Linked DNA regions of Mus musculus: regions 2, 3 and 4 are each linked to region 1. The links are chromatin contacts, called in public Hi-C and HiChIP or PLAC-seq maps. All regions are on one chromosome and are shown on one strand. The core of a region is the stretch at or near the end of the contact, and the rest is flanking DNA. Distances in the headings are between cores, read along the strand shown.

Region 1 (3,780 bases), core at 645-3,144:
TTTATGTATATGTGTGTGTGTTTGTGCGTGTGTGTGCGTGTGTGTGCGTGTGTGTATGTGTGTGTGTGTGTGTGTGTGTGTGTGTGTGTGTGTGTGCTAACATATTTCATCATAAGTAGTGATTCTTCTCAGCACTGTGACAGAACATCCAGGAAAAATAACTTGCAAAAGAATACACTCAGAGACTACATTTCATCATGGAGAGGAAGGCATGATAGTTCTAAAATTTTTTCATGATAGTATGAACTTATGTGTATTATGTTACATTTTCGTGGCTGATATACTCTCAGAGTGTTCAGATGAGCTAGGTTACAATCTTCAGGACCCACTCTCCAGTGACCCCCATCTCACAGTGAGGTCTCAGCTTCTAAAGGTTCCACAACCTTCAGAGAAGCATCACAAGGTGTGAACAATGCCTAACCACGGGCCTGTGAGAGCTCATTCGCATCCAAACTCTAGCGCCCTTCCTTTGGTCTCCAAAGGCTCATGGCTGTCTCACACTGAAAATTGCTGCAGTTAAACTTTAGGAGTCTCTGAAGTTTGAATAGCTTCAACATTTCCATAAAGTCCAAAGGCTCCTTTGACTATTGGTAAATATCTAACTCTGATTCCATGCAAAGTAGAACAAAAGACTATGCCGGGGCCTAGCAAACACAGAAGTGGATGCTCACAGTCAGCTATTGGATGGATCACAGGGCTCCCAATGGAGGAGCTAGAGAAAGTACCCAAGGAGCTAAAGGGATCTGCAACCCTATAGGTGGAACAACATTATGAACTAACCAGTACCACGGAGCTCTTGACTCTAGCTGCATATGTATCAAAAGATGGCCTAGTTGGCCATCAATGAAAAGAGAGGCCCATTGGACTTGCAAACTGTATATGCCCCAGTACAGGGGAACGCCAGGGCCAAAAAAAAATGGGAATAAGTGGGTAGGGAATTGGGGGGGGAGGGTATGGGGGACTTTTGGGATAGCATTGGAAATGTAATTGAGGAAAATATGTAATTAAAAAAAAGAAATTAAATACTTGCAATATGTACTTAGAGCAGAGTAAACTTTTTCAATTCAAAGGAAAAAAATGGTCCAGGATGGCAAGAGAAGATTATCCCAGAACCAAAACAGCAGCACATCAAACAGTAAGCCCTGGAGCTTCCCATGTAGTCCCTGAGGCACTGGCATGTATTCTTTGACATTCAATGTTCTTGGTTAACCTTCTCTCTCTGAAGCTGCCACCTGTAAAATATATACACTCTCTTATCAGCTGTCTTGACTGGATGCCCACTGTTTTCCCCCAACAAGTACTTTCCATGATCTATACTATCTTGAGGTTTCTGTGACAACTTAGGGTTTGCCTTTATAGCTTGATTTCAGTGGGTGATTTTTCAGAAACTACAACCTCACTGTATGTTTGTGGCTTGGCCACATTAGCCATTTGGAATTTTACTATCAGTCTCACAATCTGAGAACTCTTCCTATCTACACATCTACAGAACTTGAACCATGTGGATAATGTCACATTCTGCTTCCATATCACGGGGTACCGGGCATGTCCCTGGAGCATGACATCAGTGGACTCTGAGGCCTTTATGGCTTAACTTGAGAAGACTTGTGTCAACATAATCATTGTCTTGCTGGTACTAGTGACCATGGAATAAACAGATGAACTGTAATCACCTAGGGAAATGCTGTTAGCAATATAGGTCAGGGAAAGGCTTTGGAAGCATGAGCTATTTCCTGGAATTCTATACCAAAGCACCATAATTGGCTTAAACATCAGAAATCTATGATCTCACAGTTCTGAAAATGGGAAGTCCCAAGTCATCAAGTGGGAAGTGGGTGTAGACAGCCACCTTCTGAGGTTCTCCACATCCTCCTATGGTTTTCCCTGTGTCCTGACCTCATCTTCTTATCAGTACAGCAGCGGATGGATTCATGCTTTATGACTTTATATTACACTAACCCCCTTTACAATGCTTACTCCAAATACAGCCACATTCTGAGGTAATGGAGCTAAAGATTTCCGGATAAGAACATTGAAGGGACACAATTTACCAGATAACCATGTGTGTGGGTGTGGTTCCTTACTTCATCGGGAAGTTTCATCCAGTTGAAGAGTTTAAAAAATGATCTTGAGGCCTTAGCAGTCTGTGCTATGACTCAGATGAACAAACCACATAGGGTTCTTTGTTTTCTTGGGCTTCACAGACACATCACAAAGGATCGCTCGCCTGAGTGGACTTCGTTCTTCTTAAAGGTCAGGCTCTCAGCATCCCTTCTGAGCTCTATCCAGAGTACGTGCCTCCAGTCAGTCCTCTCTGGCTTGAAATACTCTGCAGATGAGAAACCCAGGAAGAGAGACCAGGATCCCTTTAGAGAAGATGGAAAAGAAGAACAAGGACAAGCCAGACTACTTTCATCACACAAATCTCTCTCTATTGTGTACTGACTGTTTTGGCAAATGATGAATGGTTATTAGAGAAATGTTGGAAAATATGGGCAAAAATGGAAGCAAAAACCATTGCATGTGTTAGTTGCACTTACCAACAACAACTACTCATCTTGAGGGTGGGTATGTATCTAAATCTTTTGTTTTTATGTTGGAATGTTCAGAGGAAATCTCCATTCAAAACTACAAGTACATTTATCTAGTGCATTTCACCAGTAAGGAGGTTGCCTACTGGATGTGATGTCCTGAATGTTGTAGCTTACATTTGTATGTAATTAGAAATATCTTAAAAATTCTGTTGATGGCTACATAATATCTTATCTAATAGAGTAAAATCATTTAGTCATTTTCAGAGTGGTAAGCATTTCCTATGTCAACAGTTCTATGTAACTAGAATAAATCTTGTTGCACATAAGTCTCAACAGGCAAGTTATATTATTTATTAGGATATACTACTACAAATTTAACAACTAGACAAAGACCATGAATAATTTTATGTAAATAATTACTCATTGAGAATACCTTTGGAGAATTCTGTACCACCTTGGAGAAATGTAAGAGTGAATGACAATGCTCACCTCTGTGAAATTTGAGAAGAAAAGAGGGATTTACTAAAAGAAGGAAGGGAAGGAAAGAACTTGAAAGAAAATAAGAGCTTCAAATTTGTTAAGCAAAAAAAGTTACACCTGAGTGTTTTAGAATGTTTTGTGTATTTGGTTTTTTTGCACAACTAAGGAATTTTGCACTGGCTGTTCAAACTTTGTGAGTAACCCTTTGGCTGTTTGTCCACTGGAAATATTTTTTTGCATAGTCCTTATGGTTCCTTCCTTTCTCATGTACTTGGAAGTAACTTTCTAATAACATTTCTTTGTTTATATTTATGTACACATTTTACTTATGGAATTGTGCGATATTTAAGTTGTTGTATGGTTTCTATCTTGGGTGTGAGAGTGAGGGGACATGGGAAGAGGCTCTAAGTATCTCACCCTAAGACACAGTGGGACAAACCAGGATAACTACTTAGAAAGTTTACTGATCAGTAAAGGATTCTGTGGTATTACTGATCCGAAGTAATTTTCAAATATCTATGACTTGTTTTATAATTTCTTCCATTGATTATATATATAGAAAGTTCAATTTTCTTCCCGCTACTAAACATTCTTTAAAAAAAAAAAAGCAACAACAAATTCTTTTGCTACTTTAATGTATTATCCTTCAGTGTTTTCAATTTAATTTTTCTTGATTTATTGGTGGATATGATTGTTGATTATTATATGCATAAAGAACTTAATTTCCTCTGAATTAAGACCATGAATTTTGTTCACTTCCTTTTAT
Region 2 (3,780 bases), core at 516-3,015, 510 kb after region 1:
AAGATCCTTAGCATCTACCATTCCAAACATCAGGTGATATTGAAAGCCATAAGAGATTTTCCTGTTTTTCTATATCCTACCTACTGCATATTTCCTCCAGTGCATTTGAAAATCTTCCAACTTATCATTTCTATTGATTGATTGATGTAGAAACATCTTGCAACCGTCACCACATTATGACATGTTATTTTGGGTGACCTATATCTGTGTTCCTGGGTCATGGTTACTCATATTTGGCTCCAGAATAAACCATCTTTTATTCCCTTTGAAAAGAGAACTGTTTTGTTGTTGGTTTCTTTTGTTTTGATTTTGTTTCCCAATGACAGGCTTTTCTACTTGTTTGCATGAATGAACTTCTTAGGTTTTACAACTACCCTGGGAGGTAGGTACATTGCTGGTACTTGCTTTTCAAATAAAAACAATTGTCATGTAAAAGACTGGACACTTTCTCTAATCCATAGAGCAGACTGGCCTGAAACTCACAGAAGACAGAGCTGTTCTTCTCCTTTTGGTCACCACTACACACCAGTCATCTGTGACTTTGGGGTGGGCATCTGTTGTCAGTTTCAATTTTAGTGTGCCTTCTTGAAACTTTTTATTTCTTCTTGGACCACAGTGTAGTGAAAATATGCTGACATACCTTGGTTTGAAAACCTAATCATTACAACAGACTGAAGTCATGTAGTCACAATGTAGTTAGGCAGGGATTAGAAATCTCAAGTTGATTTTACAAATATTAACTCTCACTTCACACATGTATGTGCTCAGGTGGATGAAGAGCAGATATTTGGACCAAACATTGTATGGTCAGCACAGGGATAAGCAAAGTTCTACTTGGTTACAGTGTTGCATAATTCATACAGCCCTGTATATCTGTCTGGTGATGGTAATCTGAAGCAGGACCCAGCTGTCAGAGCTCATGATGGAAACCGGGAATATAAAGTAAAGGTTCTGGTAAGTGTGGCTGCCTGGACCTGGGGGTTATGCTGAGTGTCTGTATACAAGGCCCTGGGCTAAACAAGCAAGTGTAAAGCCCAGGATAAGTTCTGCCTCTGATTATGTCTTCTTGCCTAGAAGCTGTTCTCTAAAAAGCTGACATGACTGCGGTCCTTCCTCCTTATGTTGGAGACTGTGCCTTGGACACTGCACACTACACACTCTAGAATGTGGTAATCTAAGAGAGAAACACGGCTTCTAGCCTAGCCCAGAAATCAGAGATTGAATTTGTAGTCATAGCTCTGTAACAGAGAACTCTCAGTGATGAGGATAGGTGGCGTGATAGAATGCTTCTCAGAAACACTGCGCCCATGTCTCCTTTTCTTGAAAATCCCTGTTCTATGTTTTTGAAGACCCATTTATGCATTTATACTTCCATTCAAGGTGGGAATTTTAGACATGTCTGCAGCCTTTGCTTCATTGCATTTCCTGTGCCACAGCAGTGGCCTAGAATCTATATGGACACCAAGCTACAATGCCAAGGCCAACATGATACTACTCAGTATGGACAGGATAGTTCTTTTTCCTTATCTAATTCCTCACCAGAAAATATTTGCCCAACAAAGTACCCAACGAATCTAAAGACAAGTTTACGTGAAACAAGCTTAAATCTTTATTTGTGCAATGTCTTTAATTCCTCCTTATCTTACTGCAGCCTTCCAATCTTCCTTTAAAACTACTTGAAGCAATGTTTAAGAGAAGCTAACTGCAGGATGCCCAGTCACACTCAGAGCAGGAAAGAGTTCTGTGTGGGTTAAAGAGCTGAAGTCATGGTCACATGGGAATGTCAGGAGCAATTAGCTATTCATGGGCGAGACAAGAACGGAATGTCCCTAAATAGAGGAAATGTTATTCTTAGATTTCAACTGAGAGAAGGAATGTGGAAAGTTATTGACAGGGAAGCTTTAGCATGTGTAACAGGCCTTTATTTTAAAATTGCACACACACAGTTACATTGTTCCTACGTGCAGAAAATGAGATAAATATACACATAGATACAGTCAGACAAATGCAGTCACATATACGCAGAGAGATAGACATGTACATACTCCTACAAATACACAGTCACAGCAGACACACAGAGAGACAAAAACACCCAGAGACAGAGCACTCAGTCAAAGGCAAGTGCATAGTCACACACATACACAGTTATTCAAACACACACAGACAGGGAGAAAGACACATAACCCAGAGATACACATCGAGATATGTGTACATGTTTACACACTATGACAGATATACTCACATAAACATACAGATACAACTCAAATGCACAAACACAGACTTACACACAGATACAAACACACACATTATTCCCCCCACCCCCACACACACTTACACACTGTCCTCCTGATTTTTCTTAGCATAAGTATATGTGGGACATTTTGCACACTTATCGTTCTCCTATGATAGAGCAGTGTTATGGAGACTAGGAGATTGGTTACAACTGTCTTCCATTGTTATAACTCTCTGAAATCCTATCTTTATTTGCAATTTCATTAAATTCAATGAGAACAGCCATTTGCTGTTGATAATTCTAGTGCTGATCCTCAAACGTGTTATTTTAAGTGGTTCATATCCTCCATGTGGGCTTTGAAACATCTGTTCAGACCAGAACATATCAGCAAAAAACATATTTTTTCTTTTCTTAGTCTGAGTCCAGATGGCTACATTTATGTACCATGTACCATAAGTTTCAATTATGTACTGTGATTTAATCTATTTTATTTTTATATCCCTAATAAAACTAATTATTTAAGAAAATAAGGACTCCTAATATATTCATAATGGACTGTGGTGAAAATGAAAGTGCCATGTGTGTGAATGTTTTTGCTAAGACGCCATCCTTAAAAAGGATGTTTCACATTTAGTGTTAAAATAAATCAGTGTGTAAAATCCATAATTAAAGAAAAGTTTAAACATTTCCTTTGAATGGACATGCTAAATGTAAACAAAACCAGCTTCACCAGAATTGCACTTTCTAAGAAGAAAATCATTGAAATTACAAGGGAATAATAACTTAATTAAAATATAATGAGTCATTTATCATAGAAATGTAAAATGAAGTAATGTTTCTCTTTAATCACTCTTTAGACCACAGTGGCCAATGTAAATGAGTACAAATGTGGACTTGGAAGTAACATTGCTTCAACAAGGATGGTTAATTCTATTTCAGAAAAATAATGTTCCAAGCCCCACTGGGATACTCTTACTTTCAAAGTAGGATCACTTTGTCAGTCATTCTGTGTGTGTGTGTGTGGGTGTGGGTGTGTGTGTGTGTGTGTGTGTGTGTGTGTGTGTGTGTGTGTGTGTATGTCTATGTTTTTGTGTTCTTGTGTGTGTGTGTGTGTGTGGGTGTGTGTGGGTGTGTGTGTGTGTGTGTCTATGTTTTTGTGTTCTTATGTGTGTGTGTGCTTGCATGTGTGTGCACATGCCCGTGGAGGCCAGACTTTGCTTATGAGTGTCTTCTTTGATAGCTCTCCATGTTATTTAGCAAACGGGGAATTCCTGACTGAGGCTAGTCCAGCCAGCCTATCCCTGGAAATCTCCATCTCTCTCTCCTAAGTGTTAGGACTTCAAACTTCCAAGTATTCTCTTCTTCAATTTTATACAGATCCAAACTCTTATTTTCATGTTTATACAATACCTCTTTTATCCACTGAGCCAGCTCTACATTTTCTGGATCATTAATGAAATCAACATAGACTGTTATATATTTTTTTCTCAGGAATTCACATAATTACAAATAATGCAAATTTCAGTCATGGTCATCATAATAAGAAA
Region 3 (3,780 bases), core at 913-3,412, 350 kb after region 1:
TTAACAAAGTCAAAAATTCCAAACTTCTGACTTTGTGAATGTATATGCTACTTATTCTTTTTTATCTTCACATTATTTATAACACTGTAAGATAAAAAATCAAATTAGGATGAATATAATCTGAAGGAAAAACAATAAGTACCACAAATCATCTCAAAATAAATTATTCTAGCATGGCAAATAGATTGCATAACAAAGGTTCATACTCCACTAAAATAGTAGTTTATTGTAACAGATGTTTCTTAAGAAAAATATTAAACAGAAATTTATTGTTCAGTATACAATAAGAAAACACAAGATTCTGTGAGAAATTTAAAGTTTATGTGTATAAACAATTGAGAAATGTTTCACCAAATTGGATTAGAAACTTGGAAAATGTTTGGTTGTCAACAATAATTGAGGCAGAAAGATATTCATCTGTGGACATAACACACAAATAAATTGAGTCGCATAGAGGGAAGAGTAAACTCTCTCTTTTATCTCTAGACAATTATGTTACAAATTTATTTCCATGAGGAACCAACCAAAAAACAAAGACAAAAGCAAAAGCTCGGAATCATATAACAAGGGTATGCAGCTAGGATTTTGTTTCATTTGGTTTGGTTTTGAGACAGGGTCCCTGGCAGTCTTGACACTTACCAGGCTGGTTTTGAACTCACAGAGATTGAGCTACATCTGCTTCCAGCGTGCTGGGATTCCAGCCATGTACTACTACGCCAGACCTTGTTAAGATCAAGTGTAAGGCTACTGTTGATTTGACAGAACCTAGAGTCACCTCTTAAAAAGCTTAATGAGGAATTATGTAGCTTCAAATGGAATGTGGGCATGGATGCCAGGGATTGTCTTGATTGCTAATCGATGTAGGAAGACACAACTTATTGTGGGTGGCACCACTCATTAGGAAGTGAATCCTTAACAGTATAAGAGGGGAGAAAGCTGGTGGAGAGAAAACTAAGCAAACCAGGATGTATGTACCTTTTGCCTCTCTTTCCTCTAGACTATGGGTGTGATGTGACTAATTTCTGTCCCCCCCCCCCCCCGCAATGATGGACTATATCTTGGGATTAAAATTAGAACATTCTCCTCCCTTATGCTGTTTTGGTTTTGGTTTTGTTTTTTGGCTTTGCTTTTTTTTTTTTTTTTGATCAGAGAATTTTTACCAAAGTAACAGAAATGATACTAGAACAAAAGGTACATCAAACAGGTAATCAAATGCCGTATAATACTCCCAAGGTTTATAATGCATATGGCATTTGTCAGCTTTATAATATTTATAATTTATTTTTATCTCTCTTTCTCAGTGAACCTTGACTTTCCTATTTGTCTGTTGTATTACTGCTTAAAAAGTGTGACCTACAAATCTTAGACCTAGCACTCGTTTATGCAATTATTTTACTTGTGTACTCTACTTCAGACTTCTAACATCTGTGCCTTAATGTGCTGTCTAATACCCATAAACTTGAGAGATTACATTACAGCCAGCAGTTAATGAATTGTTCATTTTTTTATTTATGCTTTTGGAAACAAAAAAAACCTTACAGTTCTCTTGTAAATCCTTCCACTTTTATCCCTGTTGACTAAACATTTCAAGGATAGTAACATTCAAGGAAGGAAGAGAGTAGTGAGGGTGACATAGGACAAGTAGGTTGGCGTGTATTTAAAAAAAACAAATAGACTATAGGGCTATGAAATTGATCCAACAGGATAGCCAGTAGAAAAAACAAAGCTATGACCTCATAGACTCTGTCCCTTGATCATCTGCCTGCTTCACAGAAATGAGTCCTGGAAGGGAAAGACCTAGAAAATGTTTTTATAATGAGTAGTTTGCATCAATAGGGAATTTTAACTTTGGTGGCACTCACCAACTTCAAGTTAATTATAAGGTGATTGACTATCTGTCATGGTAGAGTTAAAGTGTAGGTCTATCAAGAATGTGGTGCCTGTTGTTGAAGCTTGGGTCTTAACAGTATCCTGATTCACAGGACTATGTACCATAAGGCTGTTTCAAATGGAAGTCTTTGTCTTCAAAGAGTAGAATTGTTTTTGTGCATTTATTTTGCAAGTACTTTGCAGGTAAGAAACAGCTTAATCATAGTGAGGGAACATAGATACTGTTTCTCTTTGAAAGGATAGCTTAAGCAAGATTCTTGCTCGCATTTCATGTATCATGATCAAGTTTCTGTGGTTTCTGTGGATGCTTTCACTGACTTCCTTTCTTGATGTTGGCTTGATTTACTCATGTGACATCCAGGAAATGCTCTTTTCTCTGAGTTCTATAAGGAAACATACATTTATTATCTCCTAGGCTATGTGGGTCTAAATCTAAGTTCATCTGAGCAAAAGGTCCCATATGAAGTCACACTGACGGTATGCGCAAGTTGAGTTTTCAACAGGCAAATTGTCTTTCAAATTTTGTCTCTGAAGTTGGCATGTTGGCTATTACTCTTGCAGACTGAGGGACTGAGGGCCCTGTGTTTCCTCCAAGCTCTTGGTTAGAGGCCAGAGTCAGTTATATGTGGCTGTGTCTTCTCAGAGCCAAGTAACCATGATAACAAGAGATGTCAAAATCACCCTAGATAGAAGCAGTCTTGTGCACCCTTTCCTCAGCTGTGAGTGAGCTCCCATCATGCCTCAGAGTTCAGTTGGTTAAAAACAAGTCAGTGACTCCAGCAAGTATCCAAATAGATGATATCACAGAAAACAGGCCTGAACACCAAGAGATAGAGCCATTGGGCCCCATATTGTATGTTGCCTCCCATGTTCATTTATAGTTAGGTTTCAAGATATCAGTATTGCATCACAATAAAATGCAATCAAATAATATTTTACATAGTGGAAAATCCTCAGAAGTTTCCCATCTCACTCATAACTTGAACAGTCCAAGAGCCCTCTATGTATGCAGGTATTTACACCTGATTCTGTCTCTTTATTTCTTTAATTTTATCTACTGGTGAGATGCCCCCTTACTATATTCTGCTTGAGGACTTGTCCATCTTTGAGTATTGATCCCTTGAAAACACCTGCACATGTTTGCTCCCTTATCTGCATGCCTCTGTACACATTATTTGCATCCAGGGCACATAGTAGATGTCATGGAACACAGTATGACATCCCACAAGTTTTTCTTATTATCAATAGTGAAATGGGGATACGTGGTTCACTTCCTGCCTGTTCAAATCTTGCACAGAAGACGTATGTAGTACATATGTTTGTTGTTGATACAGACATACTGTCTGGGCTTCGTTAAGAGCTCTTGAATGATGGTCCATTTCTAAATACGGGAAACTACACCTTTTAGCTTGCTTTTGTGCATAAATATTTCATTCCATCAACTCTTTGAACCTGTGACGCTAGTACTGTGTTATCATTTTTCTTTTTCTTGTCTTTTCTTTTCTTTTTTACACATGAGAAATATGAGGTTCAGAGAGTAAGTGAGGTTGACCCAGTTGGGATGTAGTGATGCCACCAGGGAAATATGTGTTATTGTCTCAGTGGTTCTCCTGTGTCTTTCCATGCTGCTCTTGGAACATAACAAGGAGAAGACACCGGCATTCAGACAAGCTCCATTGCTGAAGACATTTCACTTGGGGACTAGGAATAATAATTGACAAAATTAAAGAGTCAATTGTGAAATAGAATTGGAGTTAGCTCATGCATAATCAAAAGTATAATTAAGACAGAGTGGAAAGGTTATCGAAGGAAGATTCGGGATGCATAGTTTAAGGGTCATCTATGTCTCCATGAAAGCTGTACAATTTTGCAGTTTGTTGTTTTCTTTAA
Region 4 (3,780 bases), core at 556-3,055, 260 kb after region 1:
TCTTCTGCATGTACACAGAGGCCAAAGTGGTCGTATGCTGTGGTTGTGTGTGGTTTCATGTTCTAACACAGCATCCAACAGTAACAGTCACCTTGCAAAAAATACGTGTATTGTATTGGGTGGAGATTTATCAGATCAAGAAAGCCAATGATTGGCAAAAGATGTCACACATTTAAGGTTAGAGACCAGAAACCCTTTCCATTTGAATCATCTGAGCTCTGGGGGGAGGGGAGGGGCACAACTTAGTTACTATTTGCTAACTATTGAATGCAAGATATAATTTTCTAATTAAGAATATTTCAGAGGTAAAAGTATTGTTCTAAAACTGTTATCTTAGTGACTATTATGATTATTATGAGTGTTCAGTGGGTAAAATAGTTCAGTTATTTATGTAAAAATTTATAATGTTTAATCTATGTTCAACTTTTTTGTCTGTTGGATTAATTGCTTTTGATTGCCAATTATCATACCTGCAAAGTTTTAATAGACAAAGGTAAACTTCAGATTATGCCAGGTCATAATGAAAAAAAATCAGAATTTTAGTAAAACTCTAGTATTTAGTAATGTGTTAAGAATTATATATAAGGTTATATTTATGTTTTTGTGTATATACACGTACATATGTAACAACAAAAACAAAATAAATGAGGTTATCAATTTGAGACTGAATGGGTTAGAAAAGAAGAGTTTGAGAGATGTAAAGGAAGGAGGGAAGTGATATATTTTAATTAAAATATTTTTTGAAAGTTTATCGAGGGTCTGGAGAGATGGCTCAGCAGTTAAGAGCATTGACCCTTCACATAGCAGCTCAGACCCATCTGTAACTCCAGTTCCAGGCTTCTGACACTCTCACACAGACATAATGCAGTCAAAAAAGCAATAAACATAAAATTATGTTCAAAATCAGTTTATCTAAACAGACCAGGCTCCGGCTAAGTATAGAAATGTTAGTATTTAGGGCTGAGAGGTTTTCTATCTGGACTCCAATACCCTAACCCATCCCCTTTAAAAATAGTAAACATATCTTCTATAGCTTATAGCAGTCATTTGATCCTAACATTTGTGAAAAACCTGTTTTGCAACATTTTAATAATGGCTTATCAAGAAATTCTTTCTTATTTGCTAGAATGCATAAATTAAAAACCTGAAAACAAGCATGGTTGCCTTGCGGTAGGTTTTTTTTTTTTTTTTCAAACGAGCCAACAAAACGGAATATAATATATGATCTTTTCTGGTCTAGCCCAGGCTGAGTCATTTCCTGTTTCAATAACAAGGATGTCATCAGCTAAACTCCAAGCAGCACAGTTTGTCACTGTGTGTGGCTTTATTTGTACATGTTGCTAGAAGGTTCTTAAGGAGCGTACACTCATTATTTTAATACCAGAAAAGAACCTTCCAGTGAGCACCTTTGGCTCTGGTTGGTGCTTCTGTATTATTTATGCTATAGCTAATCTGAGTGGGGAAATGAATGTATGCCCAGCTACATACAGTCACACTCGATGACACCGTAATTCTGTCTTGGGAATTCATAATTTACTCAGGTCACCAAGGTAGTTCACTCCAGTGTGGAATGTTTACCCAAATGTTGAGCTCTGGGCTCCAGTGCCAGCGGATATCAGAACTGAGAATGGTAAGGTCCGGATGTTGCCTGGATTTGCTGGTGTGACCCACACAGCAGCCACACTCCTCTCTGATTTCTTTGTCTAAAGGTTCTAAGATTCTTTTCCTAGAATCACAAGAGGGAGTTTGCACTGTTTACATGGTCAGCGCTCAGCGCACAGTGTTCTCTGAGTTGGTCCCGCTGAGACCCGTCGCCATGCCGATTGTAAATGACTCATCTGCATGAGTCAGCGTCTTCAAGGCGAGATGGCTATCTATTGCCTTTGTGCTACTATTTTTCCCAATTGGTGTTGTCCAGCAGCTGCAGATTCCAAACTATGTGCCTGTTTCTAGAATCCAGGAAACGTTGTTCATGGTTCAGGCAACATCCCCGCAAAGGGTAGGAGGCACAGGATTTAGATTTCTCATCAGACCCCTTTAATGTCTTTCTCAATTGACTTGAGTACGTTTCTCAGTATCAGGGGAAGCATTTCAGGAATTTTCTAGGTCTTACCTGTGAGAAGCCATTCTGATGACTCACAGGGATGGGACATTCCCCCTAGATTAAGGATTAAAGCAAAACAAAAAGAATCCTATTAGAAGAGGGGATTTCCTGGTGAAAAGAGAACCCTAAACCAAAAGACACCCACTTTTGTCTGAGCTTAAAAATCGTATTGCTTGTCACACAGAGCAGAAGGATCTTAAGGATCACACTTTCAAACCCTCATAGAGAATTATATTATGACTCAATTTCCCCTCCAGTGTATCTTAAAAATTCATCAGAGTCTAACGATACAGGCCTCTTTTGGTTGCAATAATTAACATCATATTGGCATTCAGTATGACTCTAAGTTCTGCATAAGTGTCTAAGGCGGTGATAGACAGGGTGGAATTGCTAAGTAAATGTTTACTGTAGGTTATAAAATATGAATAAAATGGGCATGGCTGTTTTCCTGTTACTTGCAGCCCCGGGGTTACTTTCTGGGTGAGCAACATGTGACCACCTCTGAATCAGTTACAACTGTAACTGTAAGCCTCATGGACTGAGATCCTGTGGATCTGACTCCTCCATGAGTTGCTAGGCTTCCGTTTCATAAACACCGTTGAAGAATTAGTTGCTATGTAACTTCCAACACCCTTGGATTAGTCCCACATTCTCCTAGGGGAGGGTGATGCTCATATTGGGGAAAAAAAACTCTTTCTAAAAAGGTGGCCCATCTTCTGTCCATGGCCACAGACACAGATTATTCCCAGTCTCAAAGCTACTATTTGGGGATAGAGAAATAGTTTGATTTCAGTCCATTTAAATGGTGTGGTCCCTCATCAGCAGACAGAAGCAGTCCCATGAAGAATGGAAGAAATGCTAAGACTACCATGGATTACTTCCATTTACCAAGAGTTTACAGGCAGAGCTTCAACCAGGCTACTCATTTCCTGCTTTGCCTCCAACAGAACCGGTTCAATCCTGTACTTATCTCCACTTCGTCCTAGCCCTTCAGGCTCCCTCCTTGGTGGTCAGGGTTTTGCATTCAGAGAATTGACCTTTACCATACATCAATTGTTAACTGATAAGGAATTCAAAAGACTTCTTAAATCCTTAGCTTTCAGAGCTGTGCTGAGACCACTTTCAGTCTTAAGTCTCTTTACCCACAATAACCTAAATTCCAGTCAATATGTCTCCCTGCCAGCCTGGACCACAGCAAAGAGCTAACATAGCCTCTCCCTTGCCTCTAACTTGCTGTGTCTTCTTTGACTTCCATTTGCTGGTCTTCACTTAGCACCAGTTAAACTCTGTCTCTCTGAACTACTTTGCTGTCATTCTGGACTCAATGGTCTCTTTCTCCTTTGCTAATGATTCTGCTATTGGCTTGAAAATGATTTGTGATCTACAGTTTTAGTGGTGTGTCTTCTGTGTAGATGGTCAAAAGTGAGAGTTTCTCTCCTTCCCAGCACATTTAAATGCTTCTAACCACAGAAAGAACATTCCAGCTATGTTTCTATGGATAAGCAAGTCAGCTTCCTCTCCAAGCCTCAGTTTCCTTATGTGTACCACGAGAGTACAAAACCTACCTGACAAGAATTGTTGTGAAGGACAAGGGAGGGAACACGTAAAAAAGAGTAGGGCGCTTACATCCAGCAGCTCTTCTGGAGATACCAGGTTAAGATCATAGGAGAACTGGG

Evidence for each region. Hi-C and Micro-C count contacts between places; a contact is called where the count stands out from the background. HiChIP or PLAC-seq counts read pairs in DNA pulled down with a chosen protein or histone mark.
Region 2: a contact with region 1 is called in a Hi-C map of bone marrow-derived macrophages, with 4 times the contacts expected there. The contact joins two enhancer-like sites. A contact is called at or near these places in 2 of 484 Hi-C or Micro-C datasets (bone marrow-derived macrophages and macrophages).
Region 3: a BATF HiChIP or PLAC-seq map of CD8 T cells shows a contact between it and region 1, with 12 read pairs. The contact joins two enhancer-like sites. A contact is called at or near these places in 2 of 484 Hi-C or Micro-C datasets (Th1 cells and macrophages) and 1 of 115 datasets of contacts at active chromatin or transcription factors (CD8 T cells).
Region 4: a BATF HiChIP or PLAC-seq map of CD8 T cells shows a contact between it and region 1, with 35 read pairs. The contact joins two enhancer-like sites. A contact is called at or near these places in 1 of 39 promoter capture datasets (neutrophils) and 1 of 115 datasets of contacts at active chromatin or transcription factors (CD8 T cells).

Annotation. Positions count from the first base shown.
Region 1 is chr13:6,107,600-6,111,379 of GRCm38.p6, reverse strand. No RefSeq gene overlaps it. Among named protein-coding and RNA genes, the nearest start is that of Gm35615, 180 kb to the left of the region's middle. Within about 2 kb of position 1,894, at least 46 of the 459 cell types and tissues checked have an H3K27ac peak or open chromatin away from gene starts, as enhancers often do. A contact at or near this core is called in CD8 T cells and bone marrow-derived macrophages, where this site is marked.
Region 2 is chr13:5,602,411-5,606,190 of GRCm38.p6, reverse strand. No RefSeq gene overlaps it. Among named protein-coding and RNA genes, the nearest start is that of Gm40661, 51 kb to the right of the region's middle. Within about 2 kb of position 1,765, at least 97 of the 459 cell types and tissues checked have an H3K27ac peak or open chromatin away from gene starts, as enhancers often do. A contact at or near this core is called in bone marrow-derived macrophages, where this site is marked.
Region 3 is chr13:5,755,818-5,759,597 of GRCm38.p6, reverse strand. No RefSeq gene overlaps it. Among named protein-coding and RNA genes, the nearest start is that of Gm35330, 33 kb to the right of the region's middle. Within about 2 kb of position 2,162, at least 25 of the 459 cell types and tissues checked have an H3K27ac peak or open chromatin away from gene starts, as enhancers often do. A contact at or near this core is called in CD8 T cells, where this site is marked.
Region 4 is chr13:5,843,331-5,847,110 of GRCm38.p6, reverse strand. No RefSeq gene overlaps it. Among named protein-coding and RNA genes, the nearest start is that of 1700016G22Rik, 13 kb to the left of the region's middle. Within about 2 kb of position 1,805, at least 292 of the 459 cell types and tissues checked have an H3K27ac peak or open chromatin away from gene starts, as enhancers often do. A contact at or near this core is called in CD8 T cells, where this site is marked.